Linked DNA regions of Mus musculus: regions 2, 3, 4, 5, 6 and 7 are each linked to region 1. The links are chromatin contacts, called in public promoter capture Hi-C maps. All regions are on one chromosome and are shown on one strand. The core of a region is the stretch at or near the end of the contact, and the rest is flanking DNA. Distances in the headings are between cores, read along the strand shown. Region 1 holds the start of Tbpl1 (TATA box binding protein-like 1). Region 2 holds the start of Myb (myeloblastosis oncogene). Region 3 holds the start of Moxd1 (monooxygenase, DBH-like 1). Region 4 holds the start of Hbs1l (Hbs1-like (S. cerevisiae)). Region 5 holds the start of Stx7 (syntaxin 7). Region 6 holds the start of Taar9 (trace amine-associated receptor 9). Region 7 holds the start of Taar1 (trace amine-associated receptor 1).

Region 1 (4,193 bases), core at 1,190-3,689:
TTATCTGGGCTGGTTGTTTAGGCATTTGAGGGTACACCCTATGATGATGAGAGGCATATGACAGGAGCATGAGGCAGCTAGTCACATCACATCCACAGGCGGGAGGCAGAGAAGGATGATCGCTAGCACCCAGCCAGTTCTCTCCCTTTTGCTCAGTCCAGGTTGCCAGGGTGTAGAATGGTGTCAACCCACATTTTTCTGTTCCGTCTCAGTTAACCCAATCTAGAAACTACCTCACAGTTGTGCACAGATATCTGCCTCCTACGAGACTCTAATCCTCACCAAGCTGACAGTCAATATTGCCATCATGGCTTCTATGTTACGTTTGCAGTTGCAGAACTCTTACCACTGAGGCTCGCTAGTCTGTCTGGTCTGGGATGAATAGGGTGTCAGTGTCCATCAGTTCTTGACTAATAGTAGCATGTCTCAATCTGTGGGCTAATCCCCTTTAGCAAACTTCTTTGGAAAAAATATTTACATTAAGATTCATACCAGTAGCAAAACTAGTTATGCAATAGCAGTGAAAATAATGTTTTGGTTGGGGGTCACCACAACATAAGGAACTGTATTAAAGGGTCTCAGCATTAGGAAGGTTGAGAACGGCCACTTTACAGTGAAGTCAACTAAAACTCTTGCCTCTTTAGCTGTCAGTGCTACAGTGTTAGTAAGATGTTTAGTTTAAGGTACCAGTCCATCATGGCTAGTAGTTCATGGAGCAAGAGTTCCCATCACCCTCCAGGAAGAAATGGGAAAGCAGGGATCAGGGCAAGCAATGTCAGCTAAAGACACACCCATGACCTACTTCTTCCCAGCGGGCCTCACCTACCTTTCATTTCCATGTAACAATGCTGTCATACTGTAATGGCTCTACTGAGAGCAATCCAGTTGTCTCTGAAGGTGCTATCATCGCAGAGAACACTTAAAAGTGCACTTTACTAATCATCTAGGGTGAAAGAATAATCCAATCAGCTAACAATCAAAACCAGCACCACAGCAAGTGGAACTTGCAAGCCAACTATATCCAATTCTATAAGGAAGGCTCCTTGGCTATAACAAAAGGCAGCCCAAAGTAGAGGGCACTTTCCAGGTATCCTGCTGGGCTGCCTGAAGGAAAGTATCAAAGACCTTAGAATCAGTCGCCATTGTTGTAAAATTGCCTTCTAAACAGGGCAGTAGCCCCTAAAAATAGAGCTTTTTCTGGTTATCGGTTTTTTGTTTTTTGTTTTTTTTTTGTTTTTTTTTTTTTTGTTGTTGTTTTTTAAACCATACCCCGTTGCTCTCCATTTGGGAGAGAATCCAAACTCCTGTCTGCAAGGTGCAGATGAGTTTGGGTCTTCGTTCCCCTCCAACTTTATCTTGTCACTTTCTCCTAGCTATACTCGCCATGCCCTATTCCTATTAACACCTCCACGCCCCAGTGTAGCCAGCCCCAGTGTAGCCAGACCACAACATCCTCTTTTCCTCTCCTCTCAGGGCCATCCCTTCTAAATCTGTCAAAATCAGTCACCATAGGCATGACTTTCTCACCCAGCTTCTTGTTCGTCCTATCCCACACAAAGTACACCTATTTAATATTGCTCAAAAAAATAAATAAATAAAAGTGAGAACTGAAGCAAATCTGTCCTTCAGGGCTTTAAAACGTTCGAGTGCGCTGTGTGTGTGTGTGTGTGTGTGTGTGTGTGTTGTGCGCGCGTTTTCACACTTTAAGAGTAGGGAGGAGAGATAAAGAGGCATCCTTGGCTATCCCTCAAATACTTAAACTTCCCTACTAGGTGTGCACGTCTAAACCCTGTGATGACAGTCTAAGTCATTCTCAAAAGGCCAAGTGGCTCCAGTCAGAGGCCAAGCCACCTAAGGAAACGGCTCACGTGACCTTTAACCCGCTGGCCTCCACCACCGGCCAGAGCGAGCCCACAAGGGCAAGAGCTGGGTCGCGCGGGCGGCTGCGCTCCGGCCGTTATGAGCCTCGCTCCTCGGGCAGCACGGCCCAAGCCATCCCGAGGGCGCACTCCGCCCGGTGCGGCCGTTCAAGCCAGCGAGTGTGCGTCGCCAGCGTCCTGCTAGCCCTGTTGCTCCCGCCACGCCGCCGGGGGCCCTCGATGAGTAAGGCCGGGATCCCCGTCACCCCGGGGTCACGACTAAGGGCCCAGTGGCTGCTAGCTGAGCTCGTCGGTACAGGCGGTTGGGTGCCAGGCACAGTTCTGGTTTACAGGAAAATGAAAGCCCATTTGTGTCATGCTGCTCGCCAACGAGGAGCTGGAAAATAAACCGGGGGCTTCAAATCCACCCCGGGCGGGCGAGCTCAGGGAAGCGCAGCCCGGGTACCCAGCGCCCTCCGGCCACTTCCGCCTCGCCCAGCCCGCGGGCAGGAGGAGGACTTCGCCAGCGGCTTCGGGAAGGCGGAAGGAGCTAGGGGTTGGGGCGGAGAGGGGAGCAGCGAGAACCGGAAGTGAGTGGCTAGCCGGGATCCCCGGAGCTCCTGGGTCCGGCGGCGCTCTAGCCGCCTCGTGCCGCCTCTATGCCCCCGTGCGTCTAGTCTATTTATTGTCGCGGGGGAAGCGGCGGCCGCCCTGTACCCGGAACAACAAAGCGAGAAACCGAGCTCGAGCCTTGGGGGGCTCCTAGCAACGGGCCTGGGCGGGAGTTCCATGGAGACTGGGGAGCGGACCCGTTTTATCTTCATCCTTGTCCTCCAGCTTCTTCTCCGCGTCCGACGCAACCAGCAGCAGCGCTGCCGCCGTGTCCTTTACGACCGCCCCGTCTTCCCACGGTAACCCCGTCGGCGGTCCGGGGATGGGGGTGCGGGGCCCGCGGGGCCTGGAGCTGCCGCGGGGCGTCTCCGCGCCGGTTGGGCTGCGGGGAAGCTGTGCGAGGCGGGGACCCGAGCACGGGAGCGCCGCGGGCCACCGGCTAGTGGAGAGGACGGGCCAAGCGGCTCGGGCATCCCAGTAGGGATAACGGGGTGGGGGTGGGGCGCGCCTGCCTCGCGGTGGAAGGCGGGCAGGGATGGACCGGGTTCTGGAGCCCGCTCCCGGGGGAAAGAGGGACCGTGACACTAAGCGAGGGGTCGGTGGCTTCTCGGAAAACTTGGAGCAGCTGCGCGAAGGCTCCCCTAAATAGCGGCGCCGGCGCCTCTCGCTTCTGGCACTTGCCGGGAGCCCCACTCTATAATAATAGTAGTGGCCGAATTAAGCTTCGGCAAGAAGGATCTGGAACGCGGGAAGATAGAAATGAATTGTGAATAGGGTTGAGCAGGGATGAGAGGTGGGAAGGTGGGGGGCGGTAATCGCTTCATAATCGTCTGGACGGGTCCTAGAAGTATATAAAATGGGAAATGACTGAAATAGAAAACACTCCCTTTGCTGAGCTAGCTGTGCATCTGCAGGCTCTGCCAGGGTGTACATTGCACCGAGTGTCAAGCTGCAGCCAGTCCACATCTGTGAGCTTTACTGCATCTGTCACCTGCAGAGCGAGACTGGCAGTGACTAGTGTGAGCTTGGCATACTTGTGGTTAAGAAGAATGGCTTAGAATTGCGACTTGTGTGTGAAGCCATAACAGATTCCCTTAGGTAATTGAAAAAGGGAAATGTAAATAAGGAGGGCATTCAATCTTCTGGCTAGAATTTGCAGTCTCTTTCCAAGTTTGAGAAAACAGCAGTCCGTTCAAATCAAGAAGTGACTTTTAGCACTGTCTGATTGAAAGAATTATTTAGGGTTTGGATACGCCCCGTGAAATATTCATCAGTTTGTGTTCTAAAGCCTTGCATCACAGACCACTGGTTTTATACTTTGCTAAACCATATTAGGTTGGGTGTGGTGGCACATGCCTGGGATCCCAGCCTCTGGGAGGCTGAGGCAGGAGAACGTGAGTCCAAGGCCTGCTTAGGGGTATAATAGTACGTGTCTCAAAAAACAAAACAAAACTGAACTTCCCATCAGTAAGTGAAGTATGTCTGTGGTCCGGAAAGGTTACGTTCTACGGTGATAACATTTTTATGGTCAGTAGGAGCAAGGCTTTTCATACAGTTGAAGATTAATGATGCAAACAGGATTGATAATCACATAGACAACATGTCAACCACAGGTTCAGTTGCTTCTCCTAAGCAAAAGGATGTCACCGTTACTGCCAGTCCTCTTGTATAGTTTGTGCTCCCAAAACGAGTGCCAGGAGCTGTAATGATCTAGTGCTGTGT
Region 2 (4,193 bases), core at 851-3,350, 1.6 Mb after region 1:
ATTACTTTGACACATACGAGGGGGGAATATAAGACTGTATAGCAAAATAACTTGGAGAAATAAGAATATTATGAATTCCCAAGCCATGTACATACCAATGTACAAAACCACTAAAGAAATGATAAGTGTTTTTCTACTTAAAAGTTCTTCCTTTTCTTTTTTAAGAATCATAAAACATAACTGTACCTCTTCAGAACTCTGTGAAGGAGGCTGTGAGATCAATCATCTTAGCAAGGATTCAAGAGGCTCAGGAATGGAAACCCTTCCATTTAGATGCACAGAGTAACACCCAGACAGACTGCTGTCCCTTGAGAGGTGAGTCCTTCCTAGATGTTTGTCATAGACTTGGTAAGTACTTATTGTTAGTGCACAGAAAGTTCATTACAGACTCTACACATAAGTATTGGCTTCAAATGTGTATTAAGTTGCAAGAGACTTGTAACCATGCAGCAGTGTGTCACAGTAACTTTCTGCTTTCTTCTTATTTTAAAGAAACTGTTGTAAACCCTTAGGAGCATGCTCTGAAATGTCTTCATAAAGATTAAACGATATAGCTAATTTTAAGAAGCATCGTTTCAAACACCAGATAAAGTCTTGAAACTCAGCTTGCTTCAACAATTTAATAAAATTATGACTCATTTCAGTAAGAACATGCTTTTTTAGTAAGAAAAAAAAAGCTTTCTGAGCTATGTTTGAACCCCTAAAGCACTTGGGACACTCACACACCCAGTCAGCACAAGTCTTGAACTCCTAAAAGATTAAAGGCAAAATAAATTGGTGTGTATTGAGAATGAAAAGAAAAATCCCCAAGGGTACTGATTTATAAACAGAAGTAACACTGAAAGTCCCCTGAAATCCCCCAATCACCAATCCTTATAAATTCAGCACTTTGCACATCGCTCCTTTGGGAACCTGTAGTTAAAGTTACAGGGATACCTTCGCTGACTTGTGGCTGGTAAACTCTTCAAATTACACCCAACAGGGTCCTTACTGTTTAGCTCAATGGTTCTCAGCCTTCCTTTAAAGGGTCTCAGCTGCGACCCTTTAATACAAGTTTCTCATGTGGTGGCCCCAAACATAAAATTATTTTCATCAGTATTTTATAACTGTAATCTTGCTACTTATGAATCATAATGTAGAGATCAGATATATATCAAACGTACAAGATAACAGTCGAGCAATCCCAAGTGGGTCGGGACCCACAGGTTGAGAACCAGTGGTATGGGTTTGGTTTAAAAAAAAAATGAATCAGGAGTGCACAAGTTCCTGAGAACTGCTAGGGGTTGTTTGTTTGGGATCCAGTAGGTTTGTCCAGCAAGTGTTTGACGCAGGACCCAGGACCCGAGCGCACTCTGCAGAGGCAGAAGTGCGTGGTAGGCACCTCCTAGGGTGGGTGGGCCCGGCGTGTGTCTAAGTGAGGGAGGAAGGGCTTATGACAAAAAGCCGGTGGTGTGTGGGCTGCAGGATCTGGGAGGAGATTGAAAAATGAGCCCGGGGCTCGATCTGTCAAAGGCTGTAGCCACAGGGCTGACTGTATTTAAGTATCCTTTGTCGCTTACCAGTGAATTAAAGATGTCCCTTTAAAATTAAAACATGAAAAACTGGACCTAGTCAAAAATCGTTGGGGGTTGGGGAAGTACGCTCACTCTATTCAACCGATCATCCCTCACACTCTCTGCTCCCGGGTGTGTTGAAGTCGGGGCGCAGTTGAAACCCTGAAGGCAGAAGTGTGTCACCCAACCCCATCGAGGTGCCCTTGAATGGAAGCGCTGCTGATTCGGGCTCGGGAGCCCCGGAGCCTACGGAGAGGAGCGACCGCGTAGCCCCGAAAGCGGTAACAGCGGGACCCGGTGTGAGCCGGCGCCACCCGGCCACGGAGCGGGGTTTGCGCAGGAAAAGGCGCCACCGCGGCCCCGGCCGCCCCTCCCCAGCCCGGGCTCCCCGCCCGCCCGCCGTCCCGGCCGCGCTGCGCGCCAGGAGCAGCTCCGCGGCGCGAGAGGCGAATGGGAGCGGCGGCCAGGCGGGCTGCAGCTCGGGCGACCGCGGAGGCGGCGGGCAGGGCGCGTGCGCACTGCAGGGGCGCCAGATTTGGCGGGAGGGGGAGTGTCCAAACCTCTTTGTTTGATGGCATCTGTTTACAGAGTTACACTTTAATATCAACCTGTTTCCTCCTCCTCCTTCTCCTCCTTCTCCTCCTCCTCCTCGGTGACCTCCTTCTCCTCCCCTTTCTCCGGAGAAACTTCGCCCCGGCGGTGCGGAGCGCCGCTGCGCAGCCGGGGGAGGACGCAGGCAAGGCGGAGGGCAGCGGGAGGCGGCAACCGGTGCGGTCCCCGGGGCTCTTGGCGGAGCCCCGGCCCGCCTCGCCATGGCCCGGAGACCCCGACACAGGTAATGGGGAGGCTGAGAGGGCGGCCTCGGGCTAGGGCGCGCGGGGATCCAGGCATCCCGGAGCAGGTGGGAATGCCTTCCCTGTTGGTTTGCGGGGCTGTCAGCCAGTGGCAGAAGACACTCGGGAGAAGGATGAATGGAAAACTCTGCGAGAAGCGCACGGGTATAGTGGGAAGCATGCCCTGAGGCTCTTTTTTATTTTATTTCCCTTTTTCTTTCTTTTTTCTTTTTCTTTTTGCAAGTTGCTCGGGGATTCGTTTCTCTTTGGGGGGTGGGGTGGGGGGGGGGCTCGGCACTCTTCAGCCGAGGACTGAACGGTTCCATCAGACCCGAGGAGCCCACCAGGTGTTTGGCTTGATGCCCCGAGTGTCGGCGAGGGAGTCGCAGCCTAATTGCTGCATGCATTGAGGTGTGTTTGCACTTGAAGAGCATATGGCAGATATAGGGAAAGGCCGGGTTGTTTAGTAGCTGCAGGTAGTTCATTTAAATTTCATTCATTCATTATGGAGGCGAGAGAGGTGTCAGCTGACAGGCAGGCAGCTGCAAAGATTTTAGGGGGACAAAATGGGTTTGCAGATTGTTTTAAACCCAGCCGTTTGAAGATTCTTGTACTTGTTATGGAAGAAGCTTTTGCAAACACTGCACGCGCCCGCGTCGCACATGTCACCGCACCGGCCGAGATGATGCGTGCACTCTCTTTCCATTTTGGCCCCACCTTCGGGAAGAGGGATCCTCTCGGAACTGTCAGTTGCTGGCGCTCAAGTCCGGCCCGACTCGGGGTTTCCCGAGGACACGCCGGGGCTCCCAGAGAGCAACAGATGCGGGGCTTAGCTCGGTGGCGGTCGCCACTCGGCGCAAAGTGCTGGAGGCAGGCGGCACCCAAGGCAGCTGCAGTGCACCCCGGGCGATGTCGCCGCTCTTCTCCTGGGCCGCGCACACGTGGAAGCAGCTGAGGTCGCCGCTGCTCCCAGCACTCTGCTCCAGCTGCTTTTGGTGGCCCGCCTCTGGCAAAGCCACCGACCGACCGACCCTAAGGAAGATTCGGGGGGGGGGGGGGGAGTCCGCGGAGACACAGTCTATCCGCGCCCGCCTTTCCACTCGTGGTTTGATTTTCGCTAAACAATCTGTTCTCTCTCTTTCTTTCCTTTCTTTCTTTCTTTCTTTCTTTCTTTCTTTCTTTCTTTCTTTCTTTTTTTTTGGGGGGGGGGGGGAGCCATCAGGACCTGGCCATGCAGGGCGCGGGCTCTGGGAAGTTGCAGGAGCGTGGGCGTGGGCCCTGCCGCGCACCCTCGGGATGGGCCAGGCGGGGAGCGGCAACCGCTGGGCATCGGAACAAGAAGGGGGTGAATTGGGGAGACCTTGAATCTTGGCTCCCAGTGCCTGGCCCCGGGCCTGCCGCGCCAGCCTAAGTGCCACCCTTTAAGAGGTTTCGCCTTTCGCTTTTGGGACCTAAACCGCCCGCACCCAGGTCACCTGTTCTGCAGAAAGCTGAAACCTGCAGCAGGAGGAGGGAGTTAGGAAGGGGTGCTCCCAGGAGGTGCGGCCCAAGCTGGCCGCCCCAAGGTTCAGTCGGGGCGTGGCCGCGCAGGTTCCCTGGGGCTCGCAGGTAGCCCGGAGCGGAGGCGGCAGGGAGGGGCGGGAGCCTTGAACTTGACTCAGGGGGAAGAGAAACCCGGCTGCGGGCTCGGAGCCGTTTCTTGCAGGGCTAGCGTCAACTCGGCAGGGATTATTAACCAGGTCAGCGAAATGACTCTGAACCCCTTTTCTAGAATCACGTAGCGGCCACAGGCACTTCCTCCGGTCCC
Region 3 (4,193 bases), core at 584-3,083, 1.5 Mb before region 1:
GTTTAGCAAGATGTTTGTGATGGGCGCATTAGCAGCAGTTGGGTCAGGATCCTTCCCTTGGACTTTCATTTGATAACTAATTGTATGGGCTTTCTAGAAATGCTGCTGTTTGGACAAAAGTAGTATCACGTTGAATTTTAAAGTGTACCAGATCGCTGTTACACAGCAAGATGCCTCATGCCCACTTCTATAGGCTGTGCTGGGATCATGATACTCTACAAAAACAGCTTTATTTTCCCCCCCTTTGGTTGCAATAGGTATTAAAATAAGGTCGCATCTTACTCAGATCCTGGTAGAGTAAGCTAGTTGGCTAGTGAGGCCTGGGATCAAATTCTCAGCCATCAAATCCCATATCAGAGATGATGCAGCATCAGAAAGGCTCATGTAAGGGAGGTCAGCAGGCTGCACTCTAGCAGAGGTGCACAGCGCTTACAGGGGATAGCAAGGAAGTGATGACTTGGGGAGAAGTAAACACACACGGCAGGGTGGCTTGAAAATTCGAATTGCTGTCAATTTGTTTCCAGCCAAACATTTCAGCGTCAGAACCGAAGCTATAATACGATAGCCCCTCAGTCAGAATGCTGTGAAATTCCATCTTAGAAGACTGGAGGAAGTATTGAGCTATACACGCTGAAATTCACAAGGGGCATTCTTATGCTGCTCAGAAGTTTTCCTGAGGCTTCTTAGCTAAGGTTTGCATTCTTGCATGGGAGTTGGCCCGTAAGAAAGTGTGTATATCCACTATGACCCATATGAAGTTCAGTACCCAGGAAGTCGAGCTACAGAATTCTGTTCGTTTCCCTACACATAAAGATGCCTGGATCAGGTAGCATCTACCAGAACTCTCTCCCCTAGAGCTAATGGGCAGGGAGCGAATCAGATGAATTTGTCGCCTATTAAAGCGGAAAACCTATCCCTGAATAGAGGGCTCTGCTTGGAGACTCTAGGTTGTGCATGGGTCGCTAAACCTGGCTTCCTCGAGAGCTGTTAATAACAAAACTTCCTTAAGCAAGTTTTCAGGGCCCTTCATTCATCTCGTGCATGCTCTAGTAAATGTTGGTGCTGCTCCTGGGATGCCCCCAAAGCCAACCACTGGAGACTGCGATTCCCAACCTTAGACAGGCAAGTGCACACAGGTCCGACCAGTTAGGTCTCAAAAGCTGTGGGTTTTTTTTTTTTTTTTTTTTTTTGATGGGGTGGATGGAGGGGAATGTGTGGTCTGTGCACAATGGTCGGTGAAGTGGGGCACCAGGATGCGAGCTTCCCGAAGAGGTAAACTTCCCCGGGCGAAGACTGCAAATGACACAGGCAGGGACCCCAGGGCAGGCTCGGATGACCCTGGGGCAAAAAGTGGCAAAGGAGGTGAGATGGACTCTGCTGCACGGAGCCCGTATCAGCCTCACCTTTGGGTGGACTGCGCTGCCCATCGCCCTTCTAGGGCGATCCCAGCGCAGGGAGCTCCCCGAAGGGACCCGAGCTTACCTGGAGGTAGGGCCGCCCGTGGGCCACTCCGCCTACCACGATGTCTGCCGCGGCCATGCTCCCGGTGGGCGAGAAGCCGAAGCCCACGTAGCCGTTCGTGCGTACCTCCAGACGGAAGGCCAGCCTCTCGCCCTGCCGGCCCCAGTGCAGCCAGTACTTGCCTTCGGGATCGAGGACCACGCGGTGCGGGTACGAGCGGCCCGGGCTTCCCGCAGCCGTCGCGGGGAGCAGCGCCCACAGCACAAGCAGTGGCCAGCCGCACATCCTCCTGTCCCGCGCCGCACCTGGGCTGCAGCCACTGGGGGGCGAAGACCAGGGAGCCCAACTTGGGACCGCCCCGGGGCTGGCCGCGCCCGCCCGCTGTCCCCGCCCCCGCTGGTTCTGGGTCCTACCAGGAGACTCCCCAGCCTCTCCCCAGGCATCCACCTGCTGCCACCGTGTATCCTATTTTGTCCCTGAAGTCTGGGTTAAGAGGGCAAGAAGGCAAGGAGCTTCCTGGAAGAGGCGGAGAAAAGGGGACCCAGCCGGGTAGAAGAAAGGAGGGAAAAAAAGGAATCGATGTGCAGACTGGGAGGGACCTAGGAAAGGAATTGGAAAGTGATGGGATAGAAAAGCATCCCTCTCGGGACCATGGGAGGGAAGAGACAGCTGGGAAAATCTGGGGTGCGGAGGAGAGAAAGGGAAAGCACCCCCACCCCCCAGATGGAAACTGCGCAGTTTGCATCCCTGGCAAACTTTTGACTTTTGACTTTCCTCACTGGAGCTCGTAGTGATGCCTGCTCATCCAGCAAGGAAGGCACACCCTCATCTTCTTCTCCCTTCTTTCAGTCTTTCCTCTTCTGGGAGGAGGCAGGGCTGGGGAGGGGGGGGGGTGCAATTCTTAGTTCTCCTGCTGATTTAGCTTTCCGTCGGGTTTTGATTTCTTCAGTTTGGTGGTGAAGGAATGATTTCTGCCTATACAGAAGAGGATTAGGTCAAGGTCAGCTTTCCTCTGAGTCCCTTTATCCCTCACTCTCCAGCCGCTGCCGCCACTGATCCTTTTAAGTTCTGGCCATGGTCTTGTTAGTCTCAAGTCTTGCTTGGCTTGTTGGTCTTTGAACACAGCACTCCTGTATTCCAGATGCTCAGTACTCATACTGAGGGCACATTAGATTCCTCATTAGTTTATATACACTTTACCATATTTCAGAAGCAAACTCTTGTCTGATTTAAAAAAAAAACAAAACAAAACAAACAAAACAAAAACAAAAACCAAATAGGATAACAAATACCGGGAGGACAGACCAAAATACCGATAAGAATATAGATAAAGCACACTGTTGCTCTCTGTACTATTTCTATCCAAGTGTATGTAGATGTCAGTATAGGATGTGTGTGTGCGCGTGCGTGCGTGCACACGCACGCACGCATGTTTCTATTGCTTAAGGTTTCTATTGCTTCAATCGAAACCACGACAAAGCAAGCTGGAAAAATAAAAGGGTTTATTGGACTTATTGCTGTTCATCATGTAGAAAGTCAGGGCAGAAAGTCAAGCAGGAAAGAAACCTGGATGCAGGAGCTGATATTAGAGGCCACGGAAGGGTGCTGCTTGCTAGCTTGCTCCTCTTGGCCTGCTTTCTTATAGAACCCAAGACCACCAGCCCAGGGATGGCACCACCCACAACGGGTTGGGCCCTCCCTTATTAATAACTAATTAAGATAATGGCTTCCAGGCTTGCCTACAGCCCCATCTGATGGAGGCATTTTCTTAACTGAAGTAAGTTCCCTCCTCTCAGATGACTTTAGCTTGTGTCAAGTTGACACAAAGCTTCAAACAAACACAGTGTGTGTGTGTGTGTGTGTGTGTGTGTGTGTGTGTGTGTGTGTGTGTGTGTGAAAGAAAGAGAAAGAGAGAGAGTTCGTGGTGTGTGTGTTTGTGTGTGTGTGTGTAGTATGTGTGCTTGTGTGTGTGGGGTATATGTGTATGTTTGTATGTATCTGTGCATGTGTGTGTGGTGTGTGTATGTTTGTGTATGTAGGTTTGTATGTGTGTGTATGTTTGTGTATGTATATTTTGTGTACATATGTGTGTATGCATGTATATATGTATGTATCTGTGCAAAACCTGTATATCTTTAAACTCTGTTAGAAGGTATCAAGCTTAATTCTTTCTGAAAACCAATTTATATTTATATGAAGTTAACTATTTAGTGTGGAGCTGATGTTGTAGAAAATTTCAAAATATTGAAGTTAGAGCTCTGATTTAAAGATGAAGTAAAATCTTGCAACACGGGAAATAACTATACACACTTAACTCCTTTTTACCTGTGTTGACTAGAGTACTTCAAAACCTTCTGATCTATTTCTCAAGTATGCCCCAAATCTGCCACTTTCTCTATGAAGAGAAATGTTTATTGTTCTAGTTTTCCAGTTTATTATTCCTAAAATAGCCACAATGATGTCAATTAAGTTTTATATTAATATGTACATTATATATAAATATAGTCTTTTCTGAAGGCAATTTTGAGATGGAACTGCCTCCTGAAGGATTTGGGCAGCTGTCTGGAGAAATAATTTGTTCCCAGATAAGAAGGGGCCACTGTTCACAAGGTTAGCCGGTGACAACAGGACAGCATGAGAAAAGAGGGATGTGAGGATCTTGGGTCAAGTTAGAGCTAGCAGAGTATTGAGAGAAGTGGAGCAAAGGGAACAGAGCCCCAGTGCAACTCTGG
Region 4 (4,193 bases), core at 1,264-3,763, 1.4 Mb after region 1:
AGAGCACACACTCCCAGTTCTCTTAATGCCAAAAATCTCACAAACCAGAAAAGGGTGATCACAGACTCCACGAAGATTAGGCATCATGAAATACGGAGCATATGGGAACACACATGAGCAAAATGAGAACTTCCCCAGGAAGAGAACATCCAAACCAACTCTAACGGACAGAGGTAGCCAGTTTTCTAGGGCATGCAGGCAGCAGGAACAACATGCTTAAAGGCCAAGACCAAGGGCTGTGGCAAAGAAAATTTGTGTGACTGCTTTAACTGGATAAAAACATGTAAGATTAAATTAAATCAGAATGTAATCCCAAATTTAAATTTCACTCATAACCCCAAAACATACATCTTTAGATATTATAAATCACTTTTGCTAGTTCGGTGAACCTCAAGCATGACAATATACAAATATGAAGAGAACTCTTCCCGTGGTCTTCCTAAAGTGCTTCACTTCTTCAACAAAACATTGGAGGGATTTACTACACGTAAGGTATCCCACCACGCCTGAAGCAGACATACAATTAAAGGCTGTTAAACTATGGGAGAGAGTCTGCAAACATAGCTCGGCTGCTCTCCCTTTATGCACAGTCCTAGGTTCCAACAGCACTGTATAAACCAGGCCTGCCAGCCCATCATCTGGTACTTGGGAGACAGAATCAGAGGCAGAAAGATTATGTTCATCACCCTTGGCTATACCGCGATGACAAGTCCAACAGGGGCTACATGAAACTGTCTCAAAACAAAAACCTATAGATAGAGGCAGTCCTGAAAAGTACTTGGAATTAAACGGTAAAGTAACGCAGGTGTTACACAGAGGAGCCAACAGGTTTTTTGTCCACAGACTAACTCTAATGAAATTAGAATACTTTTGTGAAGTTTTAATTACTGAAAGCCCAAAAGGAAGCCTAACTGGGAAGAAGAAAATGGAAAATGAACTTTTATGAACAGGAAGGGAGGAACATCCCAAGACAGGCTACGCTTGCTTATGATGTCACTGATTGTTACAAAGGAATCAAACCTGACCTCAGGTAGCCAAGGTAAGAAGGTATTCGGCACTCAGAGGCTACACAGAAATCCCAGCCCTTCCCTTCTAATTTAGACCCTCTCTTTTGCATCGTTTCTATATTACTGTCATCACACTGTGGAATCTCTCATGCTTTAACCAGCTGTTACTGTAAACAGTCCTCATGTGTTAAGCAGTACCCTTAAATAGTCAATTATCACTGGCTGAGGAAATATATTGGTAATAAATGTCCCTTATTTCACAGCTACACAATCTCTTCCAGACTAAAGTCATTTCTTAGTGGTAGTGGTCCACCAGGCCTTTTATACAGACACTATGTATTCTTACAGTGAATGCCTGCCAAGTAAGATATTCCAGGCAGACTGGGTCAAAGTCTCCAGATGCAGCCCAGGTTGTTGGTTGGTCAAACCTGTTGAGGACACTGAAGCTCACAATCCCCCCAAAGGGGGTGTTAATAACAACCGCCTGCGTAAACATTGCATCTTCTCCATTTTAAAAAGCAGCAGGTCTTTAGGATTCTTGCATCACTTTACATTTGTGTTTATTTTTAGCTTCTGTGATGCTAAATGATGCTTATTATCATCCACTCAATGCCAACAAACTGCGAGTCCCTTTTTCATGACCTCCCCGCTGGTGTTATTTTTCCATTTCCTTTTTAAAATCAATCTACATTAAGCACTGTTTGCCAATAACTGAATTTATACACCTGAACATCAGCAAATCGACCCAATTTCTTGAGCCCTTTTAAACAAGAATCTTTTCTGTTTCTCACGTCCCCAGTTTTGAAATCCGTTGGAAAAAAATGGAGCAGTCAAAAACGCAGGGACACGGGGACAACGAAATAAATCTGACGTTTGTAGTAGGCCGGCCGCAGGTAAGCGCTAAGCCAGCCTCTTTTCTAACTACGGCCTCGTGGGCTTGTCTGAAGGAGGGCTTATGAGACAGACGTCAGGAACTCATTGCGGGATCCCCGCAGGAAACAGGGAAAGAAGAGGTGACGCTTGGATACGAACAGCATCGGATCCCGACCTCGCCACACCTATGGGCCCTGGAGATGCTACACCCCTGCCCGGTCGGTGAACTAGCTCAGCTAGGAGGCAGACAACACGCCGGCTTCCTCCCCGGGTGTTCCTCTCAGGTCCTGCTCGCTCTCCGCCCGCTCCCTCTCCGCCGAAGATCCCATTGCGAGCGTGGCTCCGGGGTCCATGCTCGATTCCAGGGAGATGTAAAGCGGCCATGGAGACAGCTGGAAGAGCTAAGGTCACGGCCGGCGCGGCCTTACCACCCACCTTCATCGTAGTTATATCCCCGGACGTTCCGATGCCGGGCCATCGCGCACAGACGGCGCCTGCCGCCGTCCCTTCCAGAAAAACTCGGCTCAGAAACCGACGAGGCGCAGACCGCGGGCGGAACACCTCTGCCGCGCCATCTTGTCTTCCGCCAGGCCTCTGCGCCGAGCGTCCGCGCATGCGCGACGTCATACCTGCGCACTTGGCGACGGCAAGCTCTCGGGGTCACTGCGGGCCTCCCGGGAACGCGTGCGCGCTCGCGAACTGGCGGGGGGGGGGGGGGGGCGAGGTCCCGCCCACAAGCGAATTGACTGACGTGGACTTCAAGGCCAGAAATGAAGCAACCAGAGGGTTGTTGAGCGGGATCCTTCACCTACACCGGTTTTCAGGATTATTTCCCAACTTTGGTTTTTGATCATCTGAAAAGCTGCCTATTTCGCTCAGTAAAAACAAGGACTTTGTTTCAGCTTTTAAGCCTTAGTAAACACTATAGGCAATCAATAAACGTGTAAATTTGGCATAATAATTAGTCCAAGCTGTAGAGGGAACTTTTTGAATGAGTAATTTTAGCTTTGAAATGTAGCCACACTGGGTCAATATGCTTCGCATGTAACTCATGGCTTCAGGTATGGGCTCCATATTAAATTCATTAACAGCTCTGGTAAACAACTGTCTGACCTTAGCTTTGTAAAATATTTCATTAGCACGAATTAATTAAGAAGGAAGCCTTAGACATTGATTGAATACATAAATATGTGAACTTGCTAAGGGTGTTTAGTACAGCTTTTCAGACACAGAACTAGCCTTGGGTGCTTATGATGTAATAATAACACATAAATCTATAACCTGTTATTAAACATCCTTGTTTCATACAACATAAGGCTAATAATGCTGTGTAAAAAACATCAACCTTATTATCACACTGAACAAACCATTTTATTGTAGCTTGTGCTTTCAATGCCAAGACCTGGAATCAAAGGCGAATGTCTAACACCACCTTACTCAGCTTTTCTAATCCACAACAATGAGGATAACACAAATTAAATCCATATTTGTAAAGGGCTCAGATTTGAGTTCTGACTGACTACCCAATGGTGTTCTTAACTCACAATGTTTCATATGGCTCCAAGGCAAAACTTTATAGACAAAAAAAAAAAAAAGTAGATGCTAATTTTATGATTTTTAAGTGTTTTATTTTATACCTTTAAATAATTTCCACATTGCAGCCTATTTCTTTGTAAGTGAAGATATTATCTTATACATTATCAAATTCATAAATAATATTTGCCCATGTAAGAGGACTTAGCACAGGACATTAAGTGCTAAAGAGTACTAAATGTGCTGGACCTGGTGGCTCAATTCCTTTAATCTTGGTACTCTGTAGACAGGGACAGGAGGACCAGGAATTCAAGGTCATCCTTGGCTACACAGGGAGTTCCAGGCCAACCAGCACTGTTGAGACCCTGTCTCAACGTCACGTACATAAAACTTAAAAACCAGGGTCAGCTTCTATCCCACTGTAAACGTGAATGCTGTTAATTACAAGTCACTGATGCGGCTATTGAAGTAAATGAGTTATAAACCGACCACATAACTAGTAGGGTGAATAAGAAAACAATCCTGCCTCAGACATGACACATAACTTGGGTGTGTGGACCAGTCTGTTCTGTATTGATTCCTGAAAATGGTATATTATTTACACTTGTTAGTTTCCCTGGCAAGGTGACATAACTCAGAGTCACCTGGAAATTGCCTCATCAGAATTGTCCTGTGAGGCAATGTCTTGATTGATTGATGCAAAGAGTTTCCAGTCTGCTCTACAGGGCAACCTCCTTAGTAGTGGGGCCTGGGCTGTAAGAGAAAGCAAGCCAAGCATGA
Region 5 (4,193 bases), core at 833-3,332, 1.4 Mb before region 1:
TGTGTGTGTGTGTGTGTGGTGTGTATGATGTGTGTGTATGGTGTGTGAGTGTGTGTGGTATGTGTGTGCAGTGTATTGCGTGTGTGGTGTATATGTGTGTGTGGGGTGTGGTGTGTACGTGTGGAGTGTGTGTATGGTGTGTGTGTGTGCTGTGTGTATGTGTGTGTTTGTGTGTGTGTGTATGTGTGGTGTGTGGGGGAGTGTAAATCTTGGACTTAGTCTATTCTCTAAGTACTTGGCTACAAAGTAGATCCTGAATAAATGTTGTAAGTCTGAATGAACAAGTGTACCGATTTCCTATGAACACATGCCCAGCCTAAGAGTAAATATAAACATTTCTAAAATACTGTTTCAGGCTTATTGCTACCTGGGCTTTTCTCAGTGTCCCTTTCTATCTGTAGATGGCCCTTTCCATGATACACACCCAGCCCCTTTGAGGACTAGCTCTTTGTCTCAGTAAGGTGTTATCACACACTAAAGATGCCAGGTCTGAAATGAGAAGTCTCTATCAATGTAACTTCTACTTCAAGCGATGCATCATACTTAGAAGATGGGAGCATTCACACTCTTTGTTTTCAATTCCTAAAACAAACAGGAGAGGAATCATAGGAGACAATCAATCATGAGGGTGCTCAATCTTCCATATGAGTATTCGGTCCACAAGTGCATCTTTGCCCAGCTCCTTCATCAATCCAAACGCTACACTGTTTGGTTTCAGCTTAATTAACCAAGATTTTTTTTCCTCCACAGTTTCACACATTAATATTTCAAGTTACACTGAACCAGAGAAAAATCCACACAGACTTAACTGTGGGAGTTTTATCTAGCAGTACTAGTAGACATAGAGGTAATATTTCCCTGCAGTACTGGGGACTGAACCAGGGCCTTGTGCACACACCATTTAGTGGCATATAGCTCAACATAATTATTCATAATTTTCCACCAGCAGCGTATGGATGAACTTGGGATAATAATCAGAATTAGAAACGACTGTTAATCAGGAGCAGCATAAGAAGTGAGCTAGCTGAAGGAAAAGAACCCAGAGGTCAGTGAGTTAATACTGTGTTCTATTAACTTCCCCAGACACTGGGAAACTACAGCCTCGTTCTTAACTAGTCACAAGCCTGGGGGCCAACTTCGAAAGCAGCTTGCAAAGCCGAAGACCCATCGGCACCACAAGGCACAATTTAACAGTGTTATCAATCTCTGTTCACTGCGGCTCAGAGTACACCTAAAAGAAATGCCTACCTCCAACAGGACCAAACCAGTGTTTCACAGTTAATTCCTTTTATTTTCCTGATTGTGGAAAACTTGTAAATAATAATTCCTGACAAAATACGAGATCTGACGCAATCAAAAATTGATATATGCATATAAAATGCAAGCAAAATTTTAACAGCTATAAGGAAAAATTAGCATTTGACTGTAAAGCTTCCTTCCTCTTCCCACCCTCGTCCAAGCTTTTTTTTTTTTTTTGGTCTGAATTTAACCTAGAAAACACATATGCGAATTCTCGAAATACCTTGTTACCTTGTTATGTGTCTTGCATAAATCAATTGAAACGAGCACAAGGTAGGTCAAAGAAAGTTAGCTTGTGTGAGTAAGGCCAACAGCCAAGCAAAGGCCCTGGGCCGCGGAACGAACCTGTGGCCAGATGACCAGGGCCCATCGCGTTTCCCTTTCTGTTCTTCGGAGGAGAAGTTGACAGAGAATGGGAACACGGTCGTAGCCTGCCAGGATCTGGCGGTAGTATCCGGTCCCCAAGGCTCCATTGCCGCGCGCCCCGGTGCTCGCACGTCGCGTCCCGGAGTCCGGAGCGGGGCGTGGGAGCCCGAGAGGGAGGCGCCGGCCCTGCGCCCTGGGGAGCCCCGCTCTGCGCACCCCAAAGCAACCACTAGCGAGCTGCAGTTCTGAGGTGTCCCTCCCGCCCCCCTCTCCCCCGCCTCTGCAGTCTCCTCTTACCCTGACCTCGCCGGCTTCCTCGGCCACCTCCAGCCGCTGTCACCCGGGGGCCCACTGCCTGGCGCAGCCGGTCTCAGCTGATGGGCGGCGGCACAAGCACGCCCACTGCGCATGCTCGGGGCACAGCCCCAGGAAGGAGGAGGCGGGGCTTGCGTCTCTCCCATTGGCCAGTGACAGCTGAAGCTTGGAGGGACTGGCAAAATTGCTGGGGAGCCAAGCTCTGATGGGTGACAAAGTGATGTCTATGGGCAACAGAAGAGGAAGCAATACAATAGAGAAGAGCTGGGTTCTTTATTCGGAGGCGCCAGACTCCCTGGACTGAGGGAGCACTCTCAGCTTTTAAAGGTTCTGTTTCCTAACCCTCAGCTCTGTGGTAGACTTGACAACTCCATTTTTAAAATGTCACTGCAAAAATGTCAAGGCAATCCTAGCTAAAGCCCCGGAAGGATAAATGAAAGATAATCTCCTAATGCCCACTTGATAAAGATGTTTTCCTGGCTCATAGTTGGTATCGCATCCTTGAAATACAGGATGTGGTTTTCCCAGGCTTTAAGAGCACACACTGTTCCAACAATAACTCTTCAAGCATGTGACCTCTCGGATGAGAAACATCAGTTGTTCATGTGAAAGAAATACTTTGCCAAATTAATTAGAATAGATTGCCTTGGATTTGCCTATAATTAAGATGGTGTTATTTCTGGAAAGAGCATGAAAACACATGATACCAAAAGTTCGATAGACTTCAAGTGGAGGTAGGGGGAATCCATACTATTGTGAATCAGAACCACAGAGCAAACTGTATGTTGGTTGGTTTTACACCTGCAAGCATACGTAGATGACTTAGGTCAGACTCAAACACAGCGTCTTCTCAGTAGGATCCACCCAGTGGATCAAAGAACATGTACTCATTTAAAGTCATGTGATTCAGCTCGGGCCATGGTGAACTGTTGAGGTTTGCTGTTTTGTCCAGCACTGGAAATTGAACCAAGGTCCTTGGACATGAGAGGCCTTCACTCTGTCCTCTATCTCCAGTGGTTTTTGTTGTTGTTGTTGTTGTTTTTGAAACAAAGTCTACACAGGTTACCCAGATATTAACCTTGAACTCACTCTGTAATCCAGGTAGACCTTGAACTTGCAACCTGCCTCATCGTTCAGAGTACAGACCTGTATCATTGTCCCGGGTTGTTTGTGGTTTTGTTTTGAGGAATGAGGGATCAAACCCAAGGCCTCACATTTCAGGTAGTTGATCTACCCCTGAGTTCTACCTATCATCTCCACTGTGAACTTTTAGAAGTATTAGTCCATCATAGTGACATTGTATGTTTTCCAAGATACAGAGGAAATTCAAGTTTTTCTTTGAAATCTCTCCCTTTTTCAAAATTGTTTTATTTTTAAAAATCATTCTTTGACAAGGCAATAACCTCTAATAGAAAGTCATGTTAGCTGTTAAAGCTACAGAGTCCCTTTTAGAAAATCTGGTTCTGTTTCCTCATAATACAGATTAAGGAACCTGAAACACCAAACACTTCTAAGTCACACAGGTAATTAGGAACAACAAAGCCTTAAGTGTCCTGTCCAGACTCTTGAATCCTTCCTGCCACCGGATCCAGACAACTAATATCTGCTGAGAGTCTATTCTGAAGCAACTATCAAGCCTTGCACTACAGATTTCAAATTGAGTAGAATATGGTGTTTTCCTATCTGGCAGTGGTACCCTCCACATGACACCACATGCTGAGATGGAGATTTATACAGAGCCTAGCGGTAACCCAAAAGATGACTGCCTCGCTGTAGTGTCAGTAGTGGTTTTTGAAGTAAAAACAGGAACGAAATTTTTAAAAGTTATATAAAAGTTTCACTGGAAGACAACATGGAAAGGAACATCTCAGCCAAAGAAGAAGTGTGCATGTTTATTTTCATGTGTATAATTTATAATGTGTAAATGTTTACTTTATTTGGATAAAGCATGTTGCGTGAACTCAAAAGTCAAGACCCTAAAAATGCAAATGAGATTCTTAAAGCAAATAGCCTCTGTCCCACGTTAAATGACTGATGGGAGTTGAGCTACTACAAGATATTGAGGAAAGGTACTAAGTTCTCTTACTCCCTGCCACATAGGAAAGTCTGGGAGAAGAAAATTAAAGGGAAATACTACAAAGAAGAAAGGCAATAATGTAACAATATCATGCCCATAATGTAACAATACCGTGCCCATAATGTAACAATACTAT
Region 6 (4,193 bases), core at 856-3,355, 1.4 Mb before region 1:
TCCTTGAGCTCAAGGGTAGAGGGATAGGAAAGGCAAGCATGCTCTCTTGCACAAGAGCATCATTATTTGGACATAGGGAAGTGGGGGACGGTTATTCAAAGACTGAGGACTCAGAATTCATTACACAGACATTTAAAATTTGGGGCAGGATACCACCTAGACTGAAATGCTTTAGCTCCCCTGAGAGCAAACCAAGACACGTGTGGACTTTATTCGCAGAATGAGACTAGAAGAAGAAAGTATGTCATTAGTACAACTTTATTGGTCACTTTGGTCATGCTGATCTACAAACATGTAGAATTACCACCAGGGGGAGCCCAAGTGTGACAGGGACACTGTCTGAAATGGGAAAGTTCATTCCTGGACAACAAACCAAGCTGAGCTCCAATAAAAATCAAAGTCATCAAAGTCTGTGACGCTTGTAATAGAACAAGTGTCATTTAAACACGTGCAGACAGAGAAACCCATTGCTGAGATGTGGTAAAAACAAAAGATGCACACCATCTGTATATAGTCCTGCATTTCTAACACATGCATGCCATGGGATAAATGGCAGTAAGTGCAGGCTACTCTCTAGGATGGAGATGAGTGATATTCAAATACAAGGTGTCTCTTAGTCCCAAAGTAGAAGCTAATCACTTGCTTGTCAGGTACACTTTAGAAAGCCTCTTTACACTATATGGTCTTCTAAAAACAAAATCAAACACCCACAGAAATAACATGCGCCTTGGATGGCATTGTTCACACGTGTTTACAGGGCACAGCAGGGGTACAGGCAACTGCTCACACCCACCCCAGCTGCTCACACTCCTCTTGGCCTGTTTAAAACTAAGCATCCTAGAAGTGCAAGGAGACCTATGGCTTGTTTTTCTTTTCTTTTTTTTCTTTTCTTTTCTTTTTTTTTTTTCTTACTGATTTTAGACAGCTCACACAGGCTCTCTTCCTAAGAAACACTTTCATGATGGTTATTCTAGTAACAATTCGGTAAGAGTTTTCCAGGATACTTCCAGCTGCTCAAATCATCAACACAAAAAGACAAAATAGAAATATAAGTCACAGTTAAAGTACATTCCTCATGTGTGTGTTTAAGGCAACTAAGAGTAAGCTGGTCCCAGCGTTCACACTCTATACTATGGGGATTTTGAGCTTACAATTTGAAGGACATGTAATTTATTTTTTTCCAGTTTAAAAAAAAAAAAAAAGCAAAACTAAGTTGTTGATTGCAGCCGATGGCCGCTCTGGGGAGACAAAAAAGAAGTAAATAAAATTCAGCCATTGGTGGCAAAACCAGTTCAATCCAGTTTGCTATTTTCAAAAGGTAAGATGACATCCACAGAAAAAAACTTTTCTAACAATTAATAAAGTAAATTCTATGATGATAGTAATTATAATATAGTAATAATAGGGCAAAGATATAATATAAAATAAACATTAGACAATGTACATTTACTTAGTAAGACTTTTGACTTTTAAATGGCTTTTTGCAACAGGTTTTTGTTTCTTAACATCCTTAGAGCACTTTTGGGAAAGAGTAAAATGGGTATACAAAAAACACGTAGTAAAAGGTTACCTTTACTTTAAATAGAGTTCTTGTTTTTTTTTGTTTTTCTTTATGTTTCCCCAGGAGATTTTTAAGTTGTTGTACTGGCTAGTTTTGTGTCAACTTGACACAGCTGGAGTTATCACAGAGCTTCAGTCGAGGAAATGCCTCCATGAGATCCAACTGTAAGGCATTTTCTCAATTAAAGATCAAGGGGGAAAGGCTCCTTGAGGGTGGGACCATGTCTGGGCTGGTAGTCTTGGGTTCTATAAGAGAGCAGGCTGAGCAAGCCAGGGGAAGCAAGCCAGTAAAGAGCATCTCTCCATGGCCTCTGCATCAGCTCCTGCTTCCTGACCTGCTTGAGCTCCAGTCCTGACGTCCTTGGTGATGAACAGCAGTATGGAAGTGTAAGCCGAATAAACCCTTTCCTCCCCAACTTGCTTCTTGGTCATGATGTTTGTGCAGGAATAGACACCCTGACTAAGACAGTTGTTAACCCCGTTTTTTGCTTTAGATTGCTAGAATGGAAACCTGGGAAGTTTACAATTACCAAGACTGGAGGCAATGACAAGCGACTTCTCCCCAGAACCGCCCATGGAGCTCTGCTATGAGAATGTGAACGGATCCTGCATTAAAAGCTCTTACGCACCCTGGCCTCGAGCCATCCTCTATGGGGTCCTCGGTTTGGGAGCCCTGCTGGCAGTGTTTGGGAACTTACTGGTCATCATTGCCATCCTCCACTTTAAACAGCTGCACACGCCTACGAACTTCCTGGTGGCCTCCCTGGCCTGTGCTGACTTCTTGGTGGGGGTGACAGTGATGCCCTTCAGCACGGTGCGTTCTGTGGAGAGCTGCTGGTACTTTGGGGAGAGTTACTGTAAGTTCCACACGTGTTTCGACACCTCCTTCTGTTTTGCGTCTCTGTTTCATTTATGCTGCATCTCCATTGACCGGTACATTGCAGTTACAGATCCACTGACCTATCCGACCAAGTTCACTGTATCGGTTTCTGGACTGTGCATTGCTCTCTCTTGGTTCTTTTCTGTCACATACAGCTTTTCCATCTTTTACACGGGAGCCAATGAGGAAGGGATTGAGGAATTAGTGGTTGCTCTGACCTGTGTGGGAGGCTGCCAGGCTCCACTGAATCAAAATTGGGTTTTACTTTGTTTCCTTTTGTTCTTTCTGCCCACTGTGGTCATGGTGTTTCTATATGGTCGGATATTTTTGGTGGCAAAGTATCAGGCTAGGAAGATAGAGGGTACAGCCAACCAAGCTCAGGCCTCCTCTGAGAGCTATAAGGAAAGAGTAGCCAAAAGAGAGAGGAAGGCTGCCAAGACCTTGGGGATCGCCATGGCTGCATTTCTCGTGTCCTGGCTGCCATACATTATTGATGCGGTTATTGACGCTTACATGAACTTCATAACTCCTGCGTACGTCTATGAGATATTAGTGTGGTGTGTTTACTACAATTCAGCTATGAACCCCTTGATATACGCCTTTTTTTATCCTTGGTTTCGTAAGGCAATAAAACTTATTGTGAGTGGCAAAGTCTTCAGGGCTGATTCATCAACAACTAATCTATTCTCTGAAGAGGCAGGTGCAGGTTAAAACAGTCACAGCAGAGATTTGAAATCTGACTAGGGTTTAAGGTCAGAGGTAAAACTAATCCCTCTAATCTAGCGAGGTCCCATAATCATTCACCCAGCAGGAGATCTTAGGTTCAAAGGCTACTCTGAAGTATTTTCTTCTTAGAGTGCCTGTACATTTTAGGGCTGAGTCACAGGGGACCCATCTGTTAATTTCTTCCAAAGTGGTGTGCTCCTTAATGTCTTTGCTTTGCTCTGAAATTTCTATTAGTTTCTTTGAGTCATTTGAAGGATTCTAATTCCCCCCTCGCCCCTCCCTGTGGTCGGTTTTCCCTCATAATGAGTGTTCGGATATTGACAATAACAAAGACAATGAAGCGCTCACAAACATGGAATTAGCATGCAGGAGACAAAGCCTCCTTTAAGGCATATGTTGCATGAGAAGTAAATATAATTTCAAATTATTTAAACATTCATTTTTAATGTTAAGGGACATTACAGTGCATTAGCACTGAGAACACCTAAGTGACTGAAAAGCATCTAAACGCATGCAAAGGCTCACGTTTCAGGAACCTGGGGGTTGCTCCTTCCTCTTTTCACAGATATAAGTTCACAAGAAACACGTGTGCTTATACTGCATTTTAAAGTGTTAATTCAAATGTGTGTTTTTTTTTTTTTTTAACATTTGTGGTCTTTCTTTGAATCGAAGGGAGTCAAACAGGAAAACCAAAGGTTGTTTTAACACAACAGGAACTCAAACAGATATTTCCTGCAGGAATGTGTCCCACTTTCTAGTCCAGTATATAATCCTCAATCAATGTGAGTTTTAGTTCATTTTGATTAAAATGTGTGTTATGTGTTTCAAGATACAGTGCTGATACATTTTAAGTAGAGCTGAGAGTGTTTAGCAGGAAGAGGAGAAGGGGGACACGAAGCTTCCCAGCTGAGCACTGGGTGTGGTTCAGAAAACAAGAGATCCAAGAGATTGCCTTAAACTGCTGTGCCTTGGTCTCACTCCTAAAGAAGCAACTGAAAGCCGTGTCTGCTAGCCTGTGCGTCAGACA
Region 7 (4,193 bases), core at 655-3,154, 1.2 Mb before region 1:
TGAAACTAATTCTGTAAGATCTATTTGAGAAATACCTTAATTTCAAATTAATGAATATAATTTATATTTCCCTACATCCTTTTAGGTTATATTTTTGGAAACCACTATTTCTGCCCCTGTTTTCATGGATAGATAGATAGATAGATAGATAGAGAGAGAGAGAGATATAGAGAGATAGATATATGAAAACCTATGGTTGGCTTACCATTTTCATAAATTTAATCACAAACTTTTTAAAAACATTAAAATATATTGGTTCCATGGATTGCATTACAAAAATAACATATATGTGTATATACATATATATGAACATATAGGTATTCATATACATACATATATACACACTCATATATGACAAATTCCTTCTGATTTGCACTCTAAATTCAGCCTTGTGATTTCAATTTCTGAATGAACAATTACCATCAGCTCACAAAAGATCATCTAAGGGCAGAAAAAAGTTTTTTACATGTAAGTCTTAATACTAGATTTACCACAGTTAAACCTACATAACAATAATGTCCGAGATCATATCTGTTCTATGTCAAGTAACAGATTATATACAAACACCAAAGTATAACTTACATATATATTTTAACTCAAATAACTGATGTTAAAAAACCATGAAATCTGTGCCTATAGTTGGCTCACTATGTTCATAAATATAATCACCAACTTTTTTTTTATTTAGTTTATGTTTATGAGTACACTGTAGCTATCTTCAGACACAGCAGAAGAGGGCATTAGATCCCATGACAGATGGTTGTGAGCCACCATGGGGTTGCTGGGAATTGAACTCAGGACCTCTAGAAGAACAGTCAGTGCTCTTAGTCACTGAGCCATCTCTTCAGCCCCCAATCACCAACTGCTTTTAAAAACTGTAAAATACATGGGTTTCATGAATTGCGTTACAAAAATAGCTTAGACCTAGATGAATCTTTTTGGAAAATTTTACCAAGGAGAACCATCTTCAAGGCTCTTCTGAACCAGGGATAGAAAAAGGCATAAACCATCGGATTGAGGGCAGAATTCAAGTACCCAAACCAATACAGTGCGTCATTCAGAGAGGGTGGGATAACATAGCCCAGGAAAGGGTCCAGGACCGTGCAGAGAAAGAACGGGCACCAGCATACGAGGAAAACGCCCACCATGATCCCTAAGGTCTTCGCGGCTTTTGTTTCCTTGCTTTGTGGTGCTTGGCTTTTCCCTTCCAATCCAACTTGAACATTCGTACGATTGATTGACCTTGCTTGTCCTTTAGCTATGAAATATATCCTATAGTAAACAAATAACATAACAGATCCAGGTATATAGAAGGAAGTCATGAACGCCAGTACCCCAGATACTTTACTAAAGAAGGGAGAACAGCCGCCCAGGTCGCTGACCTGACTGCGATACAGCTCTTCCACTCCTTTTAAGTTCAGTTCCAGGAAGATCATCCCAAATGCATAAACAGCAGGAAGGCTCCAACTAACGAGGATCATCACAAGAATAGTGGAGATATTGATCTTGGCTTTGTATCTCAAAGGGTCACACACAGCACAGTAGCGGTCAATGGAAATGAAAGCTAAGTGGAAAATGGAGGCGGAGCTCAGCATGATATCGGTGCTGGTGTGAACTTTACAGAGGATTTCCCCAAAATACCAACAGCGCTCAACAGTTCTCACCATGCTGCAGGGCATTATCAGACAGCCCAGCAGAAAGTCGACAATGGCCATGGAGTGAAGGAGCCAGTTGGTGGGTGTATGAAGTTGCTTGAAATGGGATATGGAAATTATTACTATTAAGTTGCCAACCAGAGTGGCCAGGATTATGAGTGACATTAAGCTGTACAGGGAAGCTTGGACTTCTCTTGACCAGTCGCTGTTTCTGTGGGAAATGTTTGTGATAGCGTGGCAAAGATGCATCACTGCAGAGAACTAGACACAGGCTGGGCTTTCCCTCTGGCTGTTGAGCAATGCTTCTCCAGAACTCATAGTCAGGTTAGAATTCCACCTTCTTCTATTTTTATGGACACGTACCTGTCCCTGAAATCTGAGAGGAGAGAAAAGGAGAAGAAAAATGAGGAACCAGTCAGCAACTAACTCAGTCTTTTATACCATATTTCCACATTCTTGGTGAAGAGTATCTGCTTTGGAAATTTGACTTACAAGGTCCGTGTAATGCTTCAGTTTAAACCATGTTTAATACCTAGTTGGAGCTGGACATTCTGCTAAAATATAAAGCTCAGCATAAAATAAAGTCAGCACATAAAATCTCCATGTTCATAAGCCAAAGAGAGTCAAGTGATGACAATTCTGTATTTCCATCAAGGGAATAGACTTTGTCTGAAGGAAGACAGAATCTACATGTCAGAGTTACCTGAGCAGAAGGTAGATTTAAAAAAGCCTTTAAGTGTTTCCTGGGAGACATTTTTCCATCAATACTCTATCAACGTCATTCTTAGCCAACTTACTATTGTATTACCAAACTCAGTGGTCAGTCTTCCAACTACGTTTTGTCTGGGATCTCGTCATTTTTTTCAGATAGATCCTTCCTCTGGCTCCTGAGTCAGCACCCCTTACAAGTCTGGCACCTGACAAGCTGATGCCTTCGGTCCCAGCTGCTCATCTGTCCTCCCCCTCCCACAAGCCCCAGTTCCCTTCTGCACCTTCTCTTCAGACAGCTTCTCATGAGCGTGTGTAATCTGCAAGCCAACAAGTATAAAACAAGCATCTGCCTTCATCTTCCCTCAAAACACCAGAGTAGCTTCCTGCTTGCTGGAAGATATCACTCTTAATGTCTAGGTCAGGCTGTCTCTTCTTCATCATTTGCCCAAATCTTACTCTTTCTCTGACCTGAATGTCTTGGAAGTATGAGCTCCAGTTTGAGAGTACTTGATCCGGATCCTAGATGAAAGGATAAAAATGCTTTTCATGCTAGACTGATTATTGGAATTTGATTCCAGAAGCCAGGAAGTAAAAGGAGAGAATACTCCCAAGGTTATTTTAACTGGATGTATTTTCCATCACACACACACATACACACACACACACATACTACACACATATACACATGCACATACACACACACACACATACTACACACATATACACATGCACATACACACACACACATACACATGCACACACACACATATGCACACACATATGCACACACATACACATGCACACACACATATGCACACACATACACATGCCCACATACATACACACATGCACACATATGTATGCACACATACACACACATACACATGCACATACACACACATATGCACACACATACACACACACACATACACATATACACACACATACACATATACACACACATACACAAACACACACACAGAAAGAGAGAGAGAGACTGAGACAGAGCATGTATGCCCGCACTAACAACAACAATAATAATATTATAATAGCATTCCTCAATCCAAAATCTTGATGAAATTCTTTTTTTCTCATGCTAAAAATATCTACCTAATAAAAAATTATCTTGGCTCTTCATGGAAAATATATCTAAGACTAGACCACTTTTTATTTCTACTGATAGCCATTCTGATCCAAGCCACTTGTCAGATGCTAATGACATTTTCCCAGCTGGTTTCCATGGTATTTTCTAGTATCCTTACAAGGATACCAACCAAGGAAACAGCATTATTATGGAAGAACCCATATGTTAATTATATTTTCCCAAAATATTGACGTACTATAAAAAGAGTAATAACAAAAAAATATGTTCTCAGAACCAATCCCAAGCAGCCATGGGACCCACTCAGGGCTTAGAGGTTCAGGGAAGCTGTACAGTGATGTCCCATACCTGCCCCTGTTTTCTATTAAGACCATATTCATGGTGAAATCATGCTGCATCCATTGATCAACTTCTTATGGAGTCATTAAGCCTCTCATTCTTTCTGTTCTGAGATCTATTTTCATGTGGCTGGGCTATCACGGTCTTCCTGTGCTCAGAGAGAGGGCAACAGAGAAGACTACACGCAAGAACTTCTGTGGTTTATGCAAACTAGGTGACTTTTTTCATTACCATTCAAGTAGAGTTTTTGTGAAATTTCACAGCCTTAGAGGTGAAATCTAAGGAAGCTATGATAGATTTGTGGAATTTTTCACTAGTCAGAATACAAATAAAACTTCCAAAATCCAGGTATGATCATTTGGGGGACGACAACTCTGCTCATCTTT

The links. Promoter capture Hi-C pulls out the DNA fragments that hold promoters and counts their contacts. Capture Hi-C pulls out chosen DNA fragments and counts their contacts.
Region 2: a promoter capture Hi-C map of pre-B cells shows a contact between it and region 1, with 5 times the contacts expected there. The contact joins the promoter of Myb here to the promoter of Tbpl1 in region 1. A contact is called at or near these places in 6 of 39 promoter capture datasets (the 3T3-L1 cell line, the C10 cell line, hippocampal neurons and 3 more) and 1 of 115 datasets of contacts at active chromatin or transcription factors (astrocytes).
Region 3: a contact with region 1 is called in a promoter capture Hi-C map of hippocampal neurons, with 3 times the contacts expected there. The contact joins the promoter of Moxd1 here to the promoter of Tbpl1 in region 1. A contact is called at or near these places in 3 of 39 promoter capture datasets (cranial neural crest, embryonic stem cells and hippocampal neurons).
Region 4: a promoter capture Hi-C map of adipose tissue shows a contact between it and region 1, with 3 times the contacts expected there. The contact joins the promoter of Hbs1l here to the promoter of Tbpl1 in region 1. A contact is called at or near these places in 3 of 39 promoter capture datasets (embryonic stem cells, hippocampal neurons and liver) and 1 of 9 other capture datasets (adipose tissue).
Region 5: a promoter capture Hi-C map of liver shows a contact between it and region 1, with 6 times the contacts expected there. The contact joins the promoter of Stx7 here to the promoter of Tbpl1 in region 1. A contact is called at or near these places in 9 of 39 promoter capture datasets (the C10 cell line, cranial neural crest, embryonic stem cells and 6 more), 3 of 115 datasets of contacts at active chromatin or transcription factors (astrocytes, extraembryonic endoderm stem cells and large pre-B cells) and 1 of 9 other capture datasets (liver).
Region 6: a contact with region 1 is called in a promoter capture Hi-C map of hippocampal neurons, with 9 times the contacts expected there. The contact joins the promoter of Taar9 here to the promoter of Tbpl1 in region 1. A contact is called at or near these places in 8 of 39 promoter capture datasets (the 3T3-L1 cell line, 3T3-L1-derived adipocytes, hippocampal neurons and 3 more).
Region 7: a contact with region 1 is called in a promoter capture Hi-C map of liver, with 4 times the contacts expected there. The contact joins the promoter of Taar1 here to the promoter of Tbpl1 in region 1. A contact is called at or near these places in 6 of 39 promoter capture datasets (embryonic stem cells, frontonasal cranial neural crest, liver and 1 more).

Annotation. Positions count from the first base shown.
Region 1 is chr10:22,729,693-22,733,885 of GRCm38.p6, reverse strand. Tbpl1 (TATA box binding protein-like 1) reads left to right here and starts at 2,439. Exons shown (of 7, transcript NM_011603.5): 1 at 2,439-2,770.
Region 2 is chr10:21,158,891-21,163,083 of GRCm38.p6, reverse strand. It overlaps Myb (myeloblastosis oncogene), which reads left to right and starts at 2,100. Exons shown (of 16, transcript NM_001198914.1): 1 at 2,100-2,388. The coding sequence starts at 2,366.
Region 3 is chr10:24,221,157-24,225,349 of GRCm38.p6, reverse strand. It overlaps Moxd1 (monooxygenase, DBH-like 1), which reads right to left and starts at 1,833. Exons shown (of 12, transcript NM_021509.5): 1 at 1,483-1,833. The coding sequence starts at 1,746.
Region 4 is chr10:21,294,299-21,298,491 of GRCm38.p6, reverse strand. It overlaps Hbs1l (Hbs1-like (S. cerevisiae)), which reads right to left and starts at 2,513. Exons shown (of 18, transcript NM_019702.2): 1 at 2,316-2,513. The coding sequence starts at 2,358.
Region 5 is chr10:24,147,178-24,151,370 of GRCm38.p6, reverse strand. Stx7 (syntaxin 7) reads right to left here and starts at 2,082. Exons shown (of 10, transcript NM_001358563.1): 1 at 1,963-2,082.
Region 6 is chr10:24,107,446-24,111,638 of GRCm38.p6, reverse strand. It overlaps Taar9 (trace amine-associated receptor 9), which reads left to right and starts at 2,105. Exons shown (of 1, transcript NM_001010831.1): 1 at 2,105-3,151. The coding sequence starts at 2,105. The coding sequence ends at 3,151.
Region 7 is chr10:23,918,117-23,922,309 of GRCm38.p6, reverse strand. Taar1 (trace amine-associated receptor 1) reads right to left here and starts at 1,904. Exons shown (of 1, transcript NM_053205.1): 1 at 906-1,904. The coding sequence starts at 1,904. The coding sequence ends at 906.